Linked DNA regions of Mus musculus: region 2 is linked to region 1. A link is a contact called in public promoter capture Hi-C data. All regions are on one chromosome and are shown on one strand. Each heading gives the region's core, a stretch centred on a gene start, on an enhancer-like site or on the middle of the called end of the contact. The rest is flanking DNA. Distances are from core to core; before and after follow the strand shown. Region 1 holds the start of Slc22a3 (solute carrier family 22 (organic cation transporter), member 3). Region 2 holds the start of Airn (antisense Igf2r RNA).

Region 1 (4,102 bases), core at 832-3,331:
TCAGTGCAGACTACCATGTGCAAGACAGGATATCTGTATGTATGTGTGTGTGTGTGTGTGTGTGTGTGTATTTTGTGTGTATTCTGTGTGTATATGTGTATGTGTATATGTATGCTTATATGTGTGTATGTGTATATATGAATGTAACTATGTGAAGGTCTATGTGTTTATGTGGAGTCTGTATGAGTATGTATGTACATGTGTATATACGTATGTATTGTATATGTGTATGTGTGTGTATGTATGTGTGTATGAATATGGGAAAACATTTAACATCTTATTAAAACATGATTTTTATGGTAAGACACAAAAAACCAGGACTATGAAAAATGTATACTTTATTCCATCCAAATTGAGATTTCTCACAGGTAGAGAAATCAGATGTTACTCCACAGAGTAAGAAGATGACGCCAGGGTTATCACACAAGTTTATCAATGAGCAAAGCACAAAAATATACAAACAATGTCCTCCAGATCCAACAAGTCCCCAAGAAACAGAGAGAATGTAAGCAGGGGACAGAAAGAGAAGTAGGCTAGGACTTTGAAGAGCATTGAGCAATGAGAGCTTGCTTTGGAGATCAAAGGGAGCCATCAGGTGAAACGTCCAAGCTGCCTCATGGAAAGTCATCCAGCAAGATAGGCTGGCCCAGAGGGCAGAGGCCTCAGTGCCTAGAGCATCTGGCCCTCGGTGAGGGCACTGAGGGCTGATGTAAGAGCGGTGGAACATCACAAGCAGCCCAAACTTGCCACACAAACTTTTGCTAAGCACCTACTGTGCACCGCCTTTGTATAGAGGTGAAGGCCCAGAGCACATGCTCCTCACTACATGAAACGTAAGATGGGGGGGGGGCAGGGGGCGGCACAGTTGAGGTGAACAAGTGAGCAGGTGAATCTGTTAGGGATTAGCTGGGATTAGCTTGGCTTTTAAGACAAGGGGAGCTGGGGATGTGCTTGTATAGGGAAGGGGGTTGGGTATCACCGAACTTCCCAGGTGATACTAGGATTAAAGGGGTACTGGAATGCCACTGAGATTCTGAGTCTGGGGCGGGCAGGATGTGCTTGTACCAAAAGCCAGCTCAGGAGGAGGAGGTGGGCTGGAGAGGGGAGACCCAGGCTGGGGATTCAGCAGGCAGTTACAAACAGGACCAGAGGGGCGTGTGAGATATGCAGATTCAGAACACAGTGAGTGAGGAGTAGGTGGTTTGTGCGTGTACACGCATGCGTGTGTGTGTGTGTGGGGGGGTGTCGGAGGAGAGGTAGAGAGAGATGGCTGTCTTAAGCTGTATGGTTTTGGCAGTTCTTGGGCCCACCCATGGTTGCTCAGTGGCAAAGAGCATCTGTGGTGACGATTATTGAATGAAACCCTGACTACTTTTCTGGTACTATTCCTCTTGCCAATCCATTTAGTCTTCACAGAGACCCTATGAAGTAGGTGTGTTATTAGACTTATTTAAAAGATGGAAAAACTGGGGCTGGCCAGTTAGGTTTCTCAGCATCCCGAGTAGTAAGGGTGAGAGATGCTGGAGCAAGGCAGCCTGGCTCTAGCATTCTTGCTGTGGGGAAGGGGACTAAATCTGAGCCCTCTGGATCCCTTGAGAGAGTTAGCCAAGGGTGGCCGATGGCAGGAGGTGAGGACCGGAAGAAGAGCGGGGTGGAGAAATTAGAATCCGCATGTAGAGCGCGCTATCACAGGTTGCTCTGCAACCTGGCAGCTGATTGGGAACCGGCTGTGCCAAACGATAGGGACCACACATGCTATAGGCTCTGTAGATTTTTGAGGAGCAAGGAAGACACTATGATGATGAATTCAAACCAACTAAGCACCGCTGTTTTCCGGAGAGTCTGGATGCGGGGATATGCAAAGGACTTTGACTTGACTTCTCCTTTTGAACTTTGGGACTAAGCAAATCTTTTAGCCCTGTGGGCTGTCCCTCTGTCCCATTGTAACAGTCTGTCTCTGCTATTTCGCCATCATCCCACCCGGAGCTGGAGGAATGTGATGACGCAGGTGCAGGTGCAGGTGCAGGTATGAAACTCTGTTCCTGGAGCTAGCTGACTGTCACTTTGAGAGCACAGTGGCTTGGGCCCCTGCAGCCTAAGAGTACTGGAGGCTATTCCTGGAGTCTTCAGAGTCCTGAGTCCAGCGAGTCTGGGTGATCCTGGAACTCAGTGAACTCTGACTTGGGGTGTCCCTTTAGGGCAGGCTACAGGTCAGGGCCCTTGGTGCACAGTGACACTACTGTGAAACCACCCCAATCCGCTCTCCGGGTTTACTCCGGTCCCGGGCGCGCACGGGCAGGAGGCCGGGAGCTTGGAACGGGAGGAGCAGCCCGGGGCGGGCTGCCAGGGCGAGCAAGCGAGCGAGGCGGGGGCGGCGGGTGCAGAGCTACGGGCGGCGGCGCCCGCGGGTCACTCTCAGGCCGGGCAGCAGCGACAGGGCGCAGGGTAGCAGGGCGCACCATGCCCACGTTCGACCAGGCACTGAGGAAGGCGGGCGAGTTCGGGCGCTTCCAGCGGCGCGTGTTCCTGCTGCTGTGCCTGACGGGTGTCACCTTCGCCTTCCTCTTCGTCGGTGTGGTCTTCCTGGGCAGCCAGCCCGACTACTATTGGTGTCGCGGGCCGCGCGCCACCGCGCTGGCCGAGCGCTGCGCCTGGAGCCCCGAGGAGGAGTGGAACCTCACCACACCGGAGCTCCACGTCCCAGCTGAGCGCCGCGGCCAAGGCCACTGCCACCGCTACCTGCTGGAAGCCACTAATACCAGCTCAGAGCTCAGCTGCGACCCACTCACTGCCTTCCCCAACCGCTCCGCGCCTCTGGTGTCCTGCAGCGGTGACTGGCGCTATGTGGAGACCCACTCTACCATCGTCAGCCAGGTAAGCCTGACTCTGTGCACCATCTCCTGTCATACAGCCAGTGTTAAGAAGGTAGTGACAAAGGTCTGGAGACTAGGTCCCTGGAGTCTTCATGACTTAGAGACCCCACCACCTTTGGGGACCATGATTTCAAGTGCTGCCTTGCAAATCCTGGGAAAGCCTTTATTTATGTCCCTGTCCTAAGGAGCGGGCTAAGAGATGATCTGGCCTTAGGTAAAAAGGAAAACTTTCCTAGAAGCCAACTTGGAGAAGCTTCGTATGCACCTGCCTCCACGGTTGTCACTGAGATATGTTGGCACAGTGGTTGGAGATTATGGCTGGGGAGTTCTCTGCCTTCGGGCGGGTGGGGTTCGACTACATTGGCATGCCTGGGTTGGCTTTTCTCCAGGGAGCACAGGAGAGGGGGTTATCGACTTTGGATTCTTGAAGACAGTGCAACTTCTTTCCAGTGTCCAAATGATTATCTGGCATGTAGGGGACAAAGGTCGAGGCTCTCCCGGGCAATAATTTTGGTAAAACTGCTTTGGGGACAAAGAGCAGCAATTTAAGAGAAGTCAGGAAAGCTGGAATAATATTGGTCAAGAGTTTGTGTTTTTTCCTGCTAGTAAATTATAGGAAGGCAGCAGGAGGGGGCATCTTCCCCCGTTTACTCTGGTGGCTGCTGGAGCCTGGGGGTTGGAGGGGAGGAGAAGAGGAGGCGGGGGTGGGCAATCCCTGTGCTCTTGGGGGATCTCCCTCACTCAGACCCTAACTGATTCTGCATCCTCCCACACGGTGAGTGGTGAGGCTGTGAGCTTTCACTTTTTAAGTCAGTTCAGAAACTGCTTTCAGAGGCACCTGGTCCACAGAGGAACCATTTGGCTGAGTTTTACCTATCGTCATAGCTCTACTTAACCTTTGTAAGATGACTGAGTGTACTCAGGTAAATGGAGAAAGAAACTCGTTTGTCTCTAACTTAGTTCTTGTCCAAAACACCTGTTTAGATAACAAGGGAAACATGCTATCAGGAGCAGAAACGCCCCTTCTGTAAGGACACAGCTCCGTGAAGCGGTTCTTTCTAGTAAGGCCATATGTGGGCGTGGTAGCCTACTCAGTAAAATCCCAAAGTCCTTGTCTCAAAAAATAAGACATTGCCCCTGACTTCCACATGCACACATATGTGTGAACACATCAGAATATGTGCACCCTCATCCAATGTGCATGCATGTATGGGTGCATGCATATACTA
Region 2 (4,336 bases), core at 1,816-4,315, 230 kb before region 1:
AATAATTGGTTGGGATCCAGGAAGTGGGTGGCCCATAGGAGAATAAGGCTGTCCAAGTTAATTTGGTAATTATTCAGTCACAGGAGGGTAGCAGTGGAAGAAGGTTCCAGACAGGAATGTCAACAGGGGGATTTCAGGCGTTGGGGAGGGGCCTGGGCCTGAGAGCCATTTAAACTTAGACTGTACAGTGTTGCAGATGATATGCTCATCTGACCAGAGTGAAGGGGATGTCAAGGGGTTTTGGAAAAGCTGCCATGGTGTGTACTGGGCCCAGGGCCAGTTATAGGTCTTTCTGTATTGTATCCAGGAAAAGCAGAACTTGGAATGTACTCAGGAAAGGGAGCAGACAAAGAAGTTGGTGATTATTCCTCAGCGATTGATAGGAACTGGGAAGTCTGTATATTGTGAGCTTAAAAGGTGGGGCTTAGAGGTATGGAATGAAATTGGGGGAACCTTCTTGAGCCTGGAAAGATAGACAGGGTTTTAACATTTCATTTTGTGGTGGTAGGGGCCTGCCATTTATGTTTTAGAGAGGAGTGGGATGGGTCTGAGACACACCCTATTTGGATCTCAGGGAGAGGTGAGTAGGGTAGGATGGTGTCTTACTCCAGGTTTCTCTTGCTGTGATGAACCACCGTGACCAAAAAGCAAGTTGGGGAGAAAAGGGCTTATTTGGCTTATTTCCACATCATAGTTAAGCAGGCTAGGAACCTGGAGGCAGGAGCTGATGCAGAGGCCGGTGGTGGTAGGGATGCTGCTTACTGGCTTGCTACCCATGGCTTGCTCAGCTTCCTTTCTTATAGAACCCAGGACCACCAACCAACCCAGAGATGGCACCACCCACAATTGGCTGGGCCCTTCCTTATTGGTTACTAATTGAGAAAATGCGGCCTTACAGCTGGATTTCATGGAGGCGTTTTCCTCAATTGAGTCTCCTCCTTCTCTAGTGACTCTAGCTTGTGTCAAGGTGATCCCAAGATGTACCAGCCAGTACAACAGAGGAGGTGGGAACAATGGCCTGATTAATTTTTTTCAGGGTTTTGGACCGAGTGATAAGAACTACTAAGGCTTTTTAGTAACTGAGAATAGGAGTGTTGTGATGAGAACTGGTGGGTTGTTAAAAGAGCTGTTTGTAGTAGCCACTTAGCAATAGCCTAAAGACCGTAGTGGGTGGGGTACCACGTGGGTGGTAGGCATGAGGATAATAATTGGTCCTGGTGACAAAGTCAGAAGGGTCTCTCCAGGTTCTGAAAATGGGACCAGACTAGAGGGAATAGGTGGGCCCAGATATAGAATGTCACTGAGAGGTCGAGGGTACGGATATGACCGGACAGATGGCCCATCTTCCATTAGCCCCATTGTCTGCAGCTCAGACAAGCCTTGGGTTAAAGGCACTCCTTAGCACAATGGCCAACTTGATTGCATCGAATACAATGTACAGTCCCTTGCCCAGATTTGCGCTGAACCCTAGCACAACTAGGCAACATAACATGAAACCTGAATCCACTCGAAATGCGCTCTGAGGGTCCAACCCTTTGAACTCTCCCTTTGTATAGAATATGGCACCTTCATGTGCCCCTGAGCACAGCCTGGATAGTGCAGAGCCCTCTGAATCCTCCTGTCCGCTAGTGGGGCACCTTCATTTGCATGGCCAATGAGGAACCCTAATCTTGCGCAGGAGTGTGGCACCCTCATGCATAGCCAGGATAGCGCCAAACCCTGCCCTTCCCTCCGTCTCCTGCAACGCGGCACTTTTGAGCTTGCCTCTCTTGCAACGTGGCACTTTTGAGTTCATCTCTCCTGTAACATGGCACTTTTGAGCGTTGGCCCTGATCACAGAACCCTTCGAATCCTCCCCTTGTGCAGTTTGCACCCTCAGGATACCTCGGAATCCTCCGAGCCGTCTCTTCCCCTCCCCTCGCGCAACTTGGCATAACCAGAATCACAGCCCAACCGGAATCGCATTAAAACCCTCCGAACCTTTGGGCAGCGCGGCACCGGGGCTCACGCAGTGCCGCGGAACCCTCGGAACCCTGCCCTTGTGCAGCTTCGCACCCTCAGGATAGCTCGGAACCCTCTGAGCTTTCCCTTCCCTTTCCCTCACCGCAACTCAGCACAACCAAGGATCACGGCACAACCGGAATTGCTCCGAACCCTCGGGCAGCACTGCGGCGCAGTGCCGCGGAACCCTCTAAACCCTCCGAATCCCCTCCTTGTGCAGCTTTTCACCCTTAGCCTCTCTCGCAACTCGGCACAACCAGAATCGCAGCACAATTGGAGTTGTGCTAAAATCCTCTGAACGGGGGGGGGGGGGGGGGGCAGCGCACACGCCAGCACCCTGGCTCGCGCAGTGCCGCGGAACCCACCGAACCTTCCCCCTGCCCCGCAAACCGCGGATCAGGTCGTGTAGAAATCCTCCGATCTCCACCCCCCCCCCCAACTCTCCAGCAGCGTGGTGCCCTAGCGCGAACCCCTGCTCCCCTTGCGCAGCGTGGCACCCTCGTGCTCTAGATCGCCCGTAAACCCCCCCCCCCCCCAGTGCAGCAGTCGGCCCGCGCTGGACGCCCCCCTCCCTTCTCCTCTTGCTGACGCGGCATGGCGGCAGCGCGGCTTTCGGCTTTCTACCGGCCCTATCGGCCCTCGTGTAGTTCAGAACACTGGTGAGCAGTGGGGCACCCTAGTGCTGAGTTTTCTTGTAGCCCAGAAATCTTCACCCTAGCGCTGAATCTCGCGTAGGGGAACCTTTGAGCGGCCTGGAACTCTTGGTCGGAGCCCTCGAGCTGCCGGATCAGTGGAACCCTCACCTCGCGTAGAGCCCTTCCCTCCTGTGGAACCCTTCCTTTGCGGAATCCTCTAACGCGTGGAATCCTCCCCTTGCAACGGAATCCTACCCTCATCTGCAGAATCCTCCCCTCGCATTGCCGCGCTTCACGCGGGGAACCCTAGCTTACCTCAGTTCCCCAGGATGTCTGCGTGGTAACTGGCGGTGCTGTGCTTCTTGCTGCCCGCTAGAGCAAGGAGGGATAGATATAATGTTGAAGCCTCGGCAGGGGGTGGAGATTATTAAGTTCCGCCCCAACTGTGTCACTTAATCCCCCCTGCTCAGCCCAACCTCACCAGGCTTTGGCTCCTCCTCTTGCTCCAGCCTGGAGCCTGTGTTTTAGATGGCCTTACAGTCCTGGAAGTGTTTCTATAAATTGCCTGCTGAGCAGGTCAGAAAGATTTAGAGGAACACCAGAGAGACCAGATATTTCAAGCAGACTTGAATAACAGATATTACGGTTATGTTTCTTCTTCTTCTTTTTAAAAGCTGTTGTCTAATTGAGTAGTCCTTGCTTGTCTTGAACCCCGAGAGAGATACACTTCTCTTAGTCTTTCCATTGCTTGGATGCAGAGTATGCAGTGCCACTCCTGTGAAGGTTTTCCTGACCACCAAGCCACCAAAAGCATAGTTTTACAGGACATAAACAGGCAGTTCTCTTCCACACAACTCAGTTGCCAGTATTGGTTCAAAATTTGAGACTTACAGTTTATTTTAGGCACATTTAAGCAAAGCACAATTAAAAAAAAGTTCTCTGGTTTTAATTAACTCCATCCCATGTGTTCAATAAATCTTTACTTATGACTACATTGATTCTTTTGTGAGGTTCAAGTGAGTCTTCTGTATAGATAGATTCTATAGATTAAGGAAGTAGGCTCATGGGAGGAGTCTGGGGGAAGCAGGCTCATGGGAGGGGTCTGGGGCAGCTGCTGTGGCCTGGCCTTACAGAAATAGCACAGAGGTCACCAGGCTATTAACCACCCCTGCCCCCAGCCTCCTGGGCTGGAAACAGGTTATCTACTCTCCCTTTGAAGAGACAACCCTGCGTGTTTAACATTCCTGGCTTGCCTAGTGCTTATCTGTGAGAAAAGAGCCTACGTGCTTTTATGTTTGTTCATTGTGTGTTCATTCTTATCCTCTCCAAACAGGTGACTCACTTTTGAGAAGTTCAGCCAGATCACTCCTGGAATTCAACACCACTATGGGCTGCCAGCCTTCAGATTCACAGCACAGAATCCAGACTAGCATTACATTTCTGTGTGGGAAGACCCTGGTGAGTGGGGCCCTCTTCAAGCTCTTTGTTAAGAACATTTTCCCCTTCTGGTGTTCTTGTTACAGGAATTCTGATCCTGGAGGACTAAATGGTCAATTTCCCCCTCCCCCCAATTTATATTCACATCACGTCACTACCACCCAGAACCACCAACTAAATGTGTCTTAAAGATGGTGAGAATTGGAGTGAAACTTGAGTTAGGATGAATGTTAATTTTAGACCAACCTATAACCACACTATTG

What was found. Promoter capture Hi-C pulls out the DNA fragments that hold promoters and counts their contacts.
Region 2: a promoter capture Hi-C map of embryonic stem cells shows a contact between it and region 1, with 15 read pairs. The contact joins the promoter of Airn here to the promoter of Slc22a3 in region 1. A contact is called at or near these places in 1 of 39 promoter capture datasets (embryonic stem cells) and 1 of 484 Hi-C or Micro-C datasets (the G1E-ER4 cell line).

Annotation. Positions count from the first base shown.
Region 1 is chr17:12,505,683-12,509,784 of GRCm38.p6, reverse strand. Slc22a3 (solute carrier family 22 (organic cation transporter), member 3) reads left to right here and starts at 2,081. Exons shown (of 11, transcript NM_011395.2): 1 at 2,081-2,874. The coding sequence starts at 2,461.
Region 2 is chr17:12,740,040-12,744,375 of GRCm38.p6, reverse strand. Airn (antisense Igf2r RNA) reads right to left here and starts at 3,065. Exons shown (of 3, transcript NR_027773.1): 1 at 2,952-3,065. It overlaps Igf2r (insulin-like growth factor 2 receptor), which reads left to right. Exons shown (of 48, transcript NM_010515.2): 3 at 3,970-4,094.